Regions from separate parts of the Pan troglodytes genome. Here region 2 is linked to region 1. Evidence: chromatin contacts called from public Hi-C data. All regions are on one chromosome and are shown on one strand. Each heading gives the region's core, a stretch centred on a gene start, on an enhancer-like site or on the middle of the called end of the contact. The rest is flanking DNA. Distances are from core to core; before and after follow the strand shown.

Region 1 (6,213 bases), core at 1,319-3,818:
ATGAACTGAAGTTCCTTTGGTTTTCGGAATGCACCAAACTCCTTCCTAAAGCCATGCATTTATTTATTTATTTATTTATTTATTTATTATTTTGAGACAGGGTCTCATTCTGTCACCCAGGCTGGAGTGCAGTGGTGCGATCTCAGCTACTGCAATCTCTGCCAAGCGGGCTCAAGCAATCTTCCTACCTCAGCCTCCCGAGTAGCTGGCACTACAGGCATATGCCACCACGCCCAGCTAATTTTTTGTATTTTTGGTAGAGATAGGTTTTCACCATGTTGCACAGGCTGGTCTCCAACTCCTGAGCTCAAGCTATCCTCTCACCTTGGTCTTCCAAAGTGCTGGGATTACAGGTGTGAGCCACCGCACCTGGCCGCCATGTATTTAATAACGATGATAATACTCTGTATCATTGATGCTATGATGCACATTTAATGTCTCCGAAATCAGGAGATGTTGGCCAATCGCTCATATGTATACTGAGTCGTAGCAGTTCATGGTGTCATTGCTTCGACTGAGCTCTGTGCAATTTTGGAATTACATGTGTTATTTTAAATTACTATTAAATATATCTCCAAATAGATTACCCTATAATTTGGCATTAAAAAGTTCTTATGTGCACAGGAAGACATGGAAACAGCAGTGCGAGGTAAGATACAAATCTATGTCTAAATAAGTTAAAAAGAGCTGTTTCTGTAAGTATGCATAACAAATCTAAGCAATTAGAAACCATTGTATTTAATTTCAGCATTTCTTTTCTTAACATAATAAATAAAATATTGATTTTACAATTGCTGGCAGCTTAGATTTGATAGAATATGATAATGGTAATAATAGCAGCTAAGCTTTATTAAAGGTACTGTTTGCTAAATGTTTTTCATTTCCCTTGACATATTTGTATATCTTATCTCGGCGGTCTGGGATGCCTTTGTTTCTGGAAAAACTCATTCTTTTAAAGCTGCATTAGAAATAGTTTCCTTTTTTTTTTTCTTTTTTTTTCTTGAGACAGAGTCTCGCTCTGTTGCTCAGGCTGGAGTACAGAGGCCCGATCTCGGCGCACTGCAGCCGCTGCCACCTGGGTTCAAACGATTCTCCTGCTTCAGCCTCCCGTGTAGCTAGGATTACAGTCACCCACCCCGACGCCCGGCTAGTTTTTGTATTTTTAGGAGAGACGGGGTTTCACCATGTTGGCCAGGCTGGTCTCGAACTCCCGACCTCAGGTGATCCGCCTGCCTCGGCCTCCCAAAGTGTTGGAATTATAGGGGTGAGCCACCACGCCCAGCCTTTTTTTTTTTTTTTTTTTTGGAGACAGGGTCTCACTCTGTTGCCCAGGCTGGAGTGCAGTGGCTCGATCTCGGCTCACTGCAACCTCCACATCCCAGGCCCAAGCGATTTTCCCGCCTCAGCCTCCAGAGTAACTGGGATTTCAGGCGTGGGCCACCATCATGCCCAGCTAAATTTTGTATTTTTAAAGTAGATTTCGCCATGTTGCCCAGGCTGGTCTCAAAACTTCTGAACTAGGTGATCTGCCCGCCTCGGCCTCTCAAAGTGCTGGGATTATAGGCGTGAGCCACCACTCCCAGTTTCCTCTAATTTTAGGAAAGCCTTCCCTGAGGCACTCTGAAGAAATTAGGTCTGTTTGAACCACATTCATTCCCGTTACCCAGCACATTTCAGTTGCACTGTCACCATCAGTTTGGGTGTCTGTCTTCTCAGATTGTAGGGCCTTGAGGATAAATACTATCTTTTGTTTATTTTTGGGTCCTCTGTATCCACCTCAGCCTCCTGCTTTTTTTTTTTTAAACTATCCCACATTAATTCTTTTTTTTTTTTTTTGATAACGGAGTCTCGCTCTGTCGCCCAGGCTGGAGTGCAGTGGCGCGATCTTGGCTCACTGCAACCTCCGCTTCCCATGTTCAAGTGATTCTTCTGCCTCAACCTCCCAAGAAGCTGGGATTACAGGCGTGTGCCACCATGCCCCGATTAATTTTTGTATTTTTAGTAGAGACGGGGTTTCCCCATGTTGGCCAGGCTGGTCTCGAACTCCTGACCTCAAGTGATCCATCCGCCTCGGCCTGCCAAAGTATTGGGATTACAGGCATGAGCCACCGCGCCTGGCCCACATTCTTTTGAAAGACCAAAATAATGAACAGCTAGTTTCATGTAGGTTGTAAAACTTGACCTTGGATTTACTGACACTAACATGTGCACTACACCTTACAGTCTGTAAAATGTTCCTGCATTATTTCACTCCATTGTCACATCTTTGTCAGGTTAGTTATTATAAATGCATTTGTAGTTGAGCCATTTGCTCAAGAACCAGAGCTGTAGTCTGTAGCTTTGTTGCTTTATCCTTGGTCTCAGAAGTCTTCTACTGTACTATAGCTATCAGAGCAGGGACTGATGCCTTAAAGGATGGCAGCTTTTGCAAAACTGGAATAAGGAAGTATGGAAAGGCACCCCAAAACAAGAGAGGTGGCGCACAGCTTGAACAAAGGCAGTGCTCAGGAAACCTACAAACAGCATCGTGTACAGCAAAGGATGATGGGAAAGTCAGCCGAGCCTCTGAGTTTTTTGACGAGTCGTAAACCCCTCACAGAGCTCCGGGTTTTGCCTCTAGCTCTGGAGCACCCCGCCTCTGCCCTTTAACCTGTACTTCCTCCCTCCCTCCCTTCGCGCCGCGCCGCGCTAGTCTCTTAGCCACTCCGAGGCCACCAGCCAGCCTCCCAAAGCTCCCATTGGGTTGCCCACCCTTTCAGTCTCAGCTCCTCCCGCCAGAGGCCCCGCCTCCCACAAGCGAAGCTCTTATTTCCGTTCTTCCGGCGTAGGCCGCCAAATCAGTCCGTACAGTGGCGAGGCAGTCGAGCAACAGGAAGCGGTCGCTCTTTCCCCAAATCTCACTGCCTTGTGGGATCTCGGCAAGTCATCCACCCACCCCCCGCGCCTACGCAAGTTTTCCGGATCCGTCCACCCCCGCCTCCCTCCTAGTGTACGGAAGCTGAGAGGGCCCGCGGGTAGGCATGGCGGCGCACCTTAAGAAGCGGGTTTATGAGGAATTCACGAAAGTGGTTCAGGTAAGCTCTGGCGGGAAAGATCCAGAACCGATCCGGACCAGGGTAGATTATCCAAATCCCAGGCACTTTGCCGGAACAGAAGAGGCTCCATACGCCCGTGTTAAGTGCTGACTTGTTGATAATCTCTGATATTGCAAGTTAGTGGGCGTGTTAGTTTGCAGCCGCTGTTGTCATTAATATGTGAAGTCTGACAGGATTTTTAAAAAATTATTAGGAGAAACAGTGTTTTTTAATTTACGAAACTGTCTTATCCGTTATTTCATTTTATTCTCTCACACAACTTTGCTCCATCGCGTTACATTAGCATCCTCGTTTTCCAGATGTGGACATTGAGCCTTCCGGAGGGGTACGAGGATACAGCCAGTTAGCAGCAGAGCCCCTTCTAGCCTCCCCGCAGCCCCGTTCCAAAAAAAAACCTCCCAGGGACCAGTTGGAATATACACAAGGTTCTAAGGGGCTGAAAGAAGGGTCTATAGAATTCCTTCAGGCGCAGTCTAAGCAGGCGGGGGTCACAGACTTCATAGGGGAAGAGCTCTCTATTGGTAGAACAGCTCACCTAGGAAGGAGGGCAGTACCTTCCTCACCATGAAGTTGTGACAGGTGGGTAGAGTCCCTGTCAGGAGTCAGTGATGCTCCATGTGTCTCCACGTAGATGTTGCTAGGGTTGATCCTAAATCATCCTGATGTCCTATTTCTCAGATATTAATGTGTATACAAATTACCTGGGGACGTTGTTCAAATGTCGATTCTATTTGATAAGTCAAGCAGAGGAGGTGAGGCAAGATTCTGCATTCCTGACATGCCCCCAAATTTACACCAGTGCATTGGTTGCATTCTTAGATCCTTAGACTTGTAGAGTGGCAAGGCTTAGAGCATCCAGCAGGATACTGATCCTTAAACTTTACATCGATTCATTCATCCAGCATTAAAATATGTTAATACATAATACAAAATATGTCAATACATAATATAAAATTTACAATTTTAACAATTTTAAGTATAAAGTTCAGTGGCATTAAGAACATTAGCACTGTTGCACAATGTAATTTCCTCTCTTCCCAACATTCTGTTGTTCCCATTTCCCAAGACTGCTCAGCCCTCTTCCACCCATCCTCACATGACCAGATATGCCATGTATTCTTGTGTTTGCATATCTCAAAACTCTTGCACTGGTTGTCTCTTCTACACAGAATACATGCCATTCTTCCCTTTCTTTTTGTTCTCCACCCAGTGGACTTAACATTTGTGCTTCAAGACCCAAATGAAACCTCAGCGAGAGCTTAGTCTCTTCTTCACCTGTTTCTGTAGCATTCTGTGGTACTAATCTATTTGTACTTTTCGTTCAGTGCTGCTGTAATTACCGGTGTACCTGTCTTCCCACCAGTCGGAGGTCCTTGATGGCAGAGCTAATGCCTGGCTCATCTCCGTGTCCTGGAGATGGACAATAGGGCCTGGCTCACTAAAGTGTTATTGGTTGTTGAATGACAGTTGATATTGGTTGTCCTCTCCCTTATATAATACTTAGGGAAAAAATTCCTAGCTTTTGACCTAACTACAGCTTCGATAAGACTGAAAACTGAGTTTGAGAGGACTAGGATAGAAATGGCTAAGAATTTTAAGGGAAGAGCTAATTTCTTCACTTAATTTTTCATCAGTTGTTAACATAAAGTGATTAAATGAGATCTTAGTGTTTCTGTTCTTTTTTCTCTGCTGAAAAGATGAGGAGGGAGAACTGATATGTGCCTAGCACTTACATACACGTATAATAAAGTTATGTTTAATAACAGATTTATCGACTAGCTCTGTGATAATAAAGTATTGGTATGCCCTCCTATAGAAGAAGGCCTTCCCCAGCTAGTAAGTTGTTATTGAATACAAATTCCTCTGACTCCAAAGTCCTTATTCTTTTTATCATGTCATACTGTGTTCTTGTCTAGAATAATTCTAGTCTCTTTTCTATAGAAATGTGAATTTGTAAGGAGGTGATTGCTCAGTACATAAAAATGCACTATTAGGTGGTAAGGAAATTTATTTTATTATTATTTTTAAATAGAGACAGGATTTCACCATGTTGCCCAGGCTGGTCTCGAACTCCTGGGCTCAAGAGATCCTCCTGCCTCAGCCTCCCAAAGTGCTAGGATTTCAGGTGTAAGCCACTACGCCCATCGGATATTTGTTTCCTTTTCTTCTGTTTTGAGATGGAGTTTTGCTCTTTTCGCCCAAACTGGTGTGCAGTTGCGCAATCCTAGCTCACTGCAACTTCTGCCTCCTGGGTTCACGCAATCCTCAGCCTCCTGCATAGCTGGGACTGCAGGCATACACCACCACCCCCAGCTAATTTTTGTGTTTTTAGTGGAGACGGGGTTTTGCCATGTTGGCCAGGCTGGTCTTGAACTCCTGGCCTCAAGTGATCCGCCTGCCTCAGCCTCTCAAAGTGCTGGGATTACAGGCATGAGCCACCATGCCCTGTCTGATATTTGTTTTCTAATAAAGAATGGACTTTGGGAGACTGAAGCAGAGGGATCACTTGAGGCCAGAAGTTCGAAACCAGCCTGGGTAACATGGCAAAACCTGTCTCTACTAGAAATACAAAAATTAGCCATGTGTGGTGGCACACACCTGTAATTCCAGCTAGTTGGGAGTCAGGGAGGTGAATTGCTTGAACGTAGTAGGTGGAGGTGGCACACACCTATAATCCCAGCATGTTGGGTGTCAGTCAGAGAATCGTTTGAACCTGGGAAGTGGAGATTGCAGCAAGCCAAGATTGCACCATTGCACTCCTGCCTGGGCGACAGTGTCTTGCTCTGTCTTAAAAAAATGGAGTAGATCCTTTGTGTGACCTCTAAACCCAAAGGCTACCACAATCCTCAGAGATAGGTAGAGCAAAATGTTAGTGTAAGGCTGGGCACCGTGGCTCATGCTTGTAATCCCAGCACTTTGGGAGGCTGAGGTGCGAGGATTGCTTGAGCCCAGGAGTTAAGACCAGCCTGGGCAACATAGAGAGACTCCATCTCTAAGAAAAAAAAAAAGTATACCTATTTTACAGAGACATTAACTGAGACTCGGAGAAATTAAATGACTTGCCTAAAGTCATAGGAGCTGGTAAAGGCAAAATTGAGACTCATGGCCTTGTCACCAA
Region 2 (6,213 bases), core at 2,540-5,039, 51 kb before region 1:
GGGGTGTCTTCCCCTTTTCCCCTTTCCAGCCAGGTTCACAGTGATGGGCTCCCGTTCTGGCATCTCCATGATGCCTCCCTTCACAACCAATCCTTCTGCAGTACAAGAAGAACCCCCCATCCATCCCTTACTCAAACACCTTCCGTGACTGTTACAGTAGATAGCTGGTCAGACATGAGCAGGGCAGGAGAGGCCCCACCTCTCAACCAGGAAAGTCAGGTGACCATCAGGTGAGGGTCAAGTGGTTGTTAAGCTGTTACGCTAAAATAATAATTGGTTGCATCTGGCATCAGGGACCGGCAGTCTCCCAGTAGATAGGAAAAACCTGAAACTGGTAATAGGATCTCAGGAACTGGGCAAGTAGGCCCCCACATGCATACTAAGAGGCAAAATGGTGGAGTTTAACTGGTAAATGACCTCCTAGGGACATTGGACTGGTAAGGGAAGAATGCCTCGAGTGAGCAGTGCACAACTCCAGGAAACACACTGCGCATGCTCCCCTCCCAAGCACTAGCAGGCCTCTGCACATGCCGGTAGCCAGCCCCAAGGGAAGAATAGGGGGAGAAGGGACACAAGACCCCAGAAGTTTGCCAATGTATAAATCCCCAAGTCAAAAGGTTAAACAGTGCACTTGGCTTGGCTTTCAAGTCATTGGCTTGACCCTCTTCCAAGTGTACTTTCTTTTTTTTTTTTTTTTGCAACAGAGTTTCGCTCTGTCGCCCAGGCTGGAGTACAGTGGCACGATCTCGGCTCACTGCAACCTCTGACTCCTAGGTTCAGGCGATTATCCTGCCTCAGCCTCCCGAGTAGCTGGGATTACAGGCACGTGCCACCACACCCGGTTGATTTTTGTGTTTTTATTAGAGACTGGGTTTCACTATGTTGGCCAGGTTGGTCTTGAACTCCTGACCTCACGTGATCTACCCGCTTCAGCCTCCCAAAGTGCTGGGATTACAGGCGTGAGCAACCACACTCAGCCCCAAGTGTACTTTCTTTCCTTTCCTGCTCTAAAGCTTTTCATAAACTTTCACTCCTGCTCTAAGACTTGTCTCGGTTTCTCCTTCTGCCTTATGTGCCTCAGTCGAATTCTTTCTGCTGAGGAGCCAAGAACTGAGGTTGCGGCAGACCCATACGGATTCGCCGCCGGTCACGCTCCTTGTATTAATTTTGTATTGCTGTTGTAACAGATGAACACAAACCTAGGGGCTTAAAGCAACAGACACTTATTACCTTATAATCCTGGAGGTCAGAAGTCCAACATGGGTCTCACCAGCGTAAAATCAAGGGGTCAGCAGGGCTGCCCTCCTTTCTGGAGGCTCTGGGGAGAATTCGTTCCTTGTCTTTTCTGGCTCCTAGAGGCTGCCTGCAATCTTTGGCTTGTAATCTTTTCCTCTGTGTTCAAAGCCAGGAACACCTTTTCATGCTGCCTCTCTGGTTCTCCCTCTTCCAGTTACATTGGGTACTGCTGGATAATTCAGGATAATCTTTCCATCTTAAGGTTAGCTGATTAGCAATCTTAACTCCATCTGCCCCCTTAATTTCCCTTTGCCATGTAACCTAACATTTACAGGTTCAGGAATTAGGAAGGGGGCATCTTTGGGGGCCATTATTGTGCCTACCACACTCATCCCTTTCAATTTTGTTTTTACATGCCATGGTATTTTTTTCTTTCTTTTTTGAGATGAAGTCTCGCGATGTTGCCTAGGCCGGTCTCAAGCTCCAAGGCTCAAACCATCCTCCCACTTCAGCTTCCTCATTAGCTCAGACTGCAGGCGCCTGTTACCTTGCTTTGGTGCCTTGTATTTTTGTTTTGTTTTTATTTTATTATTTTATTTTTTTGTTTGTTTTTGGTTTTGAAATGGAGTCTCACTCTGTCGCCCAGGCTGGAGTGCAGTGGTGCAATCTCAGCTCACTGCAACCTCTGCGTCCTAGGTTCAAGTGATTCTCCTGCCTCAGCCTCCCGAGTAGCTAGGATTACAGGCGTGAGCCATTATACCCAGCTAATTTTTGTATTTTTAGTAGAGACGGGGTTTCACCATGTTGGTCAGGCTGGTCTGGAACTCCTGACCTCAGGTGATCTGCCTGCCTCGGCCTCCCAAAGTGTTGGGATTATAGGCATGAGCCACTGCACCTGGCCTGTTTTGTTTTTTTTGAGTCAAGATCTCACTCTGTCACCCAGGCTGGAGTACAGTGGCATAATCACGGCTTGCTGTAGCCTCAACTTCCCAGGCTCAAAGGATTCTCCCACCTCAGCCTTCCCGAGTAGCTGGGACTACCGGCATGTGCCACCAAGTCCAGCTAATTTTTTTATTTCTTGTAGAGACAAGAAATATAATTTGGCTGGGCACAGTGGCTCACGCCTGTAATCCCAGCACTTTGGGAGGCCGAGGCAGGCGGATCATGAGGTCAGGAGATCGAGACCATCCTGGCTAACATGGTGAAACCCCGTCTCTACTAAAAATACAAAAAATTAGCCAGGTGTGGTGGCAGGCGCCTGTAGTCTTAGCTACTCGGGAGGTTGAGGCAGGAGAATGGCGTGAACCCAGGAGGCGGAGCTTGCAGTGAGCTGAGATTGTGCCACTGCACTCCAGCCTGGGCAACAGAGCGAGACTCTGTCTCAAAAAAAAAAAAAAAAAAAGAAATATAAGTTTTGTCACATTGTCCAGGCTGGTCTTGAACTCCTGGCCTCAAGTGATGCCCCTACCTCAGCCTCCAAAAGTGCTAGGATTGCAGCCATGAGCCACCGTGCCTGGCCAGGATATAGTATATTTAATAAAATATATACCTATTAAAATTTTTCTGGCTGGGTATGGTGGGCTGTAATCCTAGCACTTTGGGAGGCCAGGGTAGGAGGATTGCTTGAGGCCATGAGTCTGACACCAAGATGGGTGACATAGTGAGAGGCCCCATCTCTATTAAAAAATATTTTTGCAACCTGGGCAGCATAAAGAGACCCCATCTCTACAAAAAATTTAAGTTAGCTGGGTGTGGTGGCATGCGCCTATGGTCCCAGCTACTCAAGAGGCTGAGGCAGGAGGATTGCTTGTGCCCAGGAGGTCAAGGCTGCAGTGAGCCGTGATCATTGCCACAGCACTCCAGCCTGGGCTACAGAGCAATGCGCTGTCTCAAAAAAAACCCCAAAATTATGATTTCATGTATCTGTATATTCTTTATACCTACATAGGTAGTAAACACAAACTTAAACGTTGGAATGAAAAAGCAAATTGAAGGAGCCATCTGGGTGGAGGGAGGGGAAAAAGGGAAGCGTACATGAGTACTTTATATTCATTAGGTCTTATTTCCCAAGCTTAGTAATGGCTACATGAATATTTATATATTCATCATCTAATATTTTTGAATAGATTAAGTACTTATAACAACAGAAAAGGAAAAGTGAGAAATGTTTTCTAGGAATAAATGCAAGCCTCAGCAAAAGTTCAGAGGCATGAAATAGCAAGATACATACATACATATATACTGATGATTCTCCAGCATGCCTGCACTCTCTCCCAAACTCCACCATAACTTCCAAATCTTTGCTCAGCTCTTCCTAACCTCGCCCCCTTAAGTCCAGCCTCAGCCCCCGCGCTGACATTTTCGCCAGATCAGCCCCCTTCCCCTTTAGGATAGGCTCTCCTCTCATTGCAAGGTGCGCCTCTTATCGTGGGTGGCTCAATCCATGCATGTATGCCTGTCCCCAATGAACTGCAGACTCTGGGAAGGTTGGACTCCCAGCCCCAGGCTCAGGGCTCCGGTTCAGGCGGGGCCCCCGCCGTCGCGGCTCCGGCCAGCAGAGGGCGCTGCCGGGCAGGCCCAGGCCTGGAGTTGCGGGGACCCTGGCCTCCCGCCAACATGCGAGCTTTCCGGCTCACAATTGTCAAATCCTCTCATCTTTCCAAGACACCCTCACCACATAGACAGCGTCGATGTTCTGTAGCTGGTTTACTAAAGGGGCTTGACTTAGGAGGGAAAAGCACTGAGCCGATCTCTTTCTTTCCTGCTCCTGCCCTTGCGAACTGATTCTGTGGACTCCTTTTTTGCTGTTTCTGGGGGAAATCTCGGCAGATCACTCGCTTTTCTCGGAGTCCTCCCCGGTTTACTGTCAGGTAATTCCAGCTTGTGTCTAAGTGCAGGCCATTATTCTGGCAAACGCCCCCTCCTGAGGCTGCCTCTAACTGGGACACCTGCTGACTGGGGAGAGGACCGGCAGCCTCCCTGCGTCCTCACCCAGCTCTTCTGCTCCTCCTGCCCTTACACAGGCTGCCTCGGACTCTACCTGGATGGAGTGGGGGAGAAGCGGTAGGGGCAGCAACGTCTGAGGAGGACCTGAGTACTCTGGGCTTTTGGGAGCACTTTGACGGGCGCTATGAAAACCCTCACATCTCTCCTCAGTAGTACCCTTATAAAGAGGGGCTGTCTCCCCCAGGGCTGCTTATGAAACTGCCTTTGCAAAAACTGTAACAGTGAGAAAATTAGGGCCGCAAAAGACATCTGATCTAACCAACCCTCATCTTGCCTTTAACCTCCAAACTGCCTTTGGTCACTGCTGGGTTTAGGCCAAGCTAACTTTGGAAGACATTTAGTTTATAGTTTAAATGATAGCAGCCCTTCTCCAAAACTCAACTGCCTTTGTAAAGCTAATGAAAGACCAACCAGGTCAGGAGGATGTTGAGCCTGAGTTCTGCTAAGGTGCAGACATAAACGATTGCCAACCATTATTCCAGAGGCAGAGGGAAGATATGCAACTTCCCCAATTACTCCTGCAGATAACATCACTATCGTAGAACCTAAGATTGGTACTTTGGGAGGCCAAGGCAGGCAATTGCTTGAGCTCAGGAGTTCAAGACCACTCTGGGCAACATGGCAAACCTTGTCTCTACAAAAAATACAAAAAAATTAGCTGGGCGTGGTGACATGTGTTGGTAGTCCCAGCTACTTGAGGGCGGAGGCAAGAGGATTGCTTGAGCCTGGGAGGTCAAGGCTGCAGTGGGCTGTGTTTGTGCCATTGCCCTCCAGCCTGGGTGACAAAGTGAGACCCTGTCTCAAAAAAAGATCTCAGGAGTTGGGTGAGTGGGCTTGAGCATTCACACCTACGAGGCAAAATGGCACAGCTTAACTTGTGTGTGACCTTCCTCTAGGAACACTTGACTGGTAAGAGAAAAATGCCTGAAATGAGCATGTGAACAACTTCAGTAAACATACTACACATGCGGGCCCCTCCCAAGTGCTGGCAGGCCACTGTGCATGTGGACAGCCCGCACCAAGGAAATATCAAGGGAGGGGAGGCGCAAAACCCCGGAAGCATGCCAAGGTATAAAGCTTCAAGTCCAATGTCAAACCGGACAAGGATCTCTCAAGTCACCTGCTTGGTCCTCTTCCAAGTGTACTTTACTTCCTTTTGTTCCTGCTCTAAAACTTTTTAATAAACTTTCACTCCTGCTCTAAAACTTGCCTTGGTCACTCCCTCTGCCTTATGCCCCTCCGACTAATTCTTTCCTCTGAGGAGGCAAGAATGGAGGTTACTACAGACCCGTACAGATTCACTACTGCTAACAATTTGAGAAATAACTCCGTCTCCTGTGCGGCATGGCTGGCCTTGTGGCAATTAAACTATATCTTTATTACAATGCTGCGTGGTCTCAGTGAATTGGTTTTCTCTGTGCAGTGGGCGGAAGAACCTACTGGGGGTTATACTCACTTACTGCCCCTCAGCTACTACAACCCTCCTCACACCTCCAGTCTCATTCTGCCAGAGTCCCCTCACCCCTAGATAGAAGCTCTCTTCCCCCAGGTCCTTTTCAGGAAGATTTTTCTGCGGGGTCCACATGTGGGTCACAGGAAGCACACAGCTGGCAGTGCAGCCCCTGCCTAGCAGCCCCTCCACACCCTGCTAGGTGCCAGGCAGATTCCAGACCCCAGAGTCTCCACCTCCAAGACTCCCCAGATAGTTCTCCTAAAGCCTCGCTCACCTGGTTAGAGGTGAGGGAGAGCAGCGCCCTCTACTCCCTGTTTTGGGGTGTGGGCTGGGGAACAGGCTGAGGGAGCACGTTGACAACTCTGTCCAGAGAAATTTCCCCTCCAGCTTCTGGGGATGTCGCCTGTCTTTGTGGTCAGGAAGTAGGTGAAGAGGTGGGTTTTAACTCTGTTCTCCCTTCTGGGGAATCCTAGGTGGGTGGTCCAGCCTCACTTTAGGATCAGCAACTCTGGCCTTGT

The links. Hi-C and Micro-C count contacts between places; a contact is called where the count stands out from the background.
Region 2: a contact with region 1 is called in a Hi-C map of stem cell-derived neural progenitor cells, with 2.7 times the contacts expected there. The contact joins the enhancer-like site here to the promoter of INTS4 in region 1. A contact is called at or near these places in 2 of 7 Hi-C or Micro-C datasets (blood and stem cell-derived neural progenitor cells) and 1 of 1 datasets of contacts at active chromatin or transcription factors (stem cell-derived excitatory neurons).

Annotation. Positions count from the first base shown.
Region 1 is chr9:80,017,267-80,023,479 of NHGRI_mPanTro3-v2.0_pri, reverse strand. It overlaps INTS4 (integrator complex subunit 4), which reads left to right and starts at 2,568. Exons shown (of 23, transcript XM_003313222.6): 1 at 2,568-3,074. The coding sequence starts at 3,021.
Region 2 is chr9:80,069,712-80,075,924 of NHGRI_mPanTro3-v2.0_pri, reverse strand. No RefSeq gene overlaps it. Among named protein-coding and RNA genes, the nearest start is that of THRSP, 17 kb to the left of the region's middle. Within about 2 kb of position 3,789, at least 12 of the 24 cell types and tissues checked have an H3K27ac peak or open chromatin away from gene starts, as enhancers often do. A contact at or near this core is called in stem cell-derived neural progenitor cells, where this site is marked.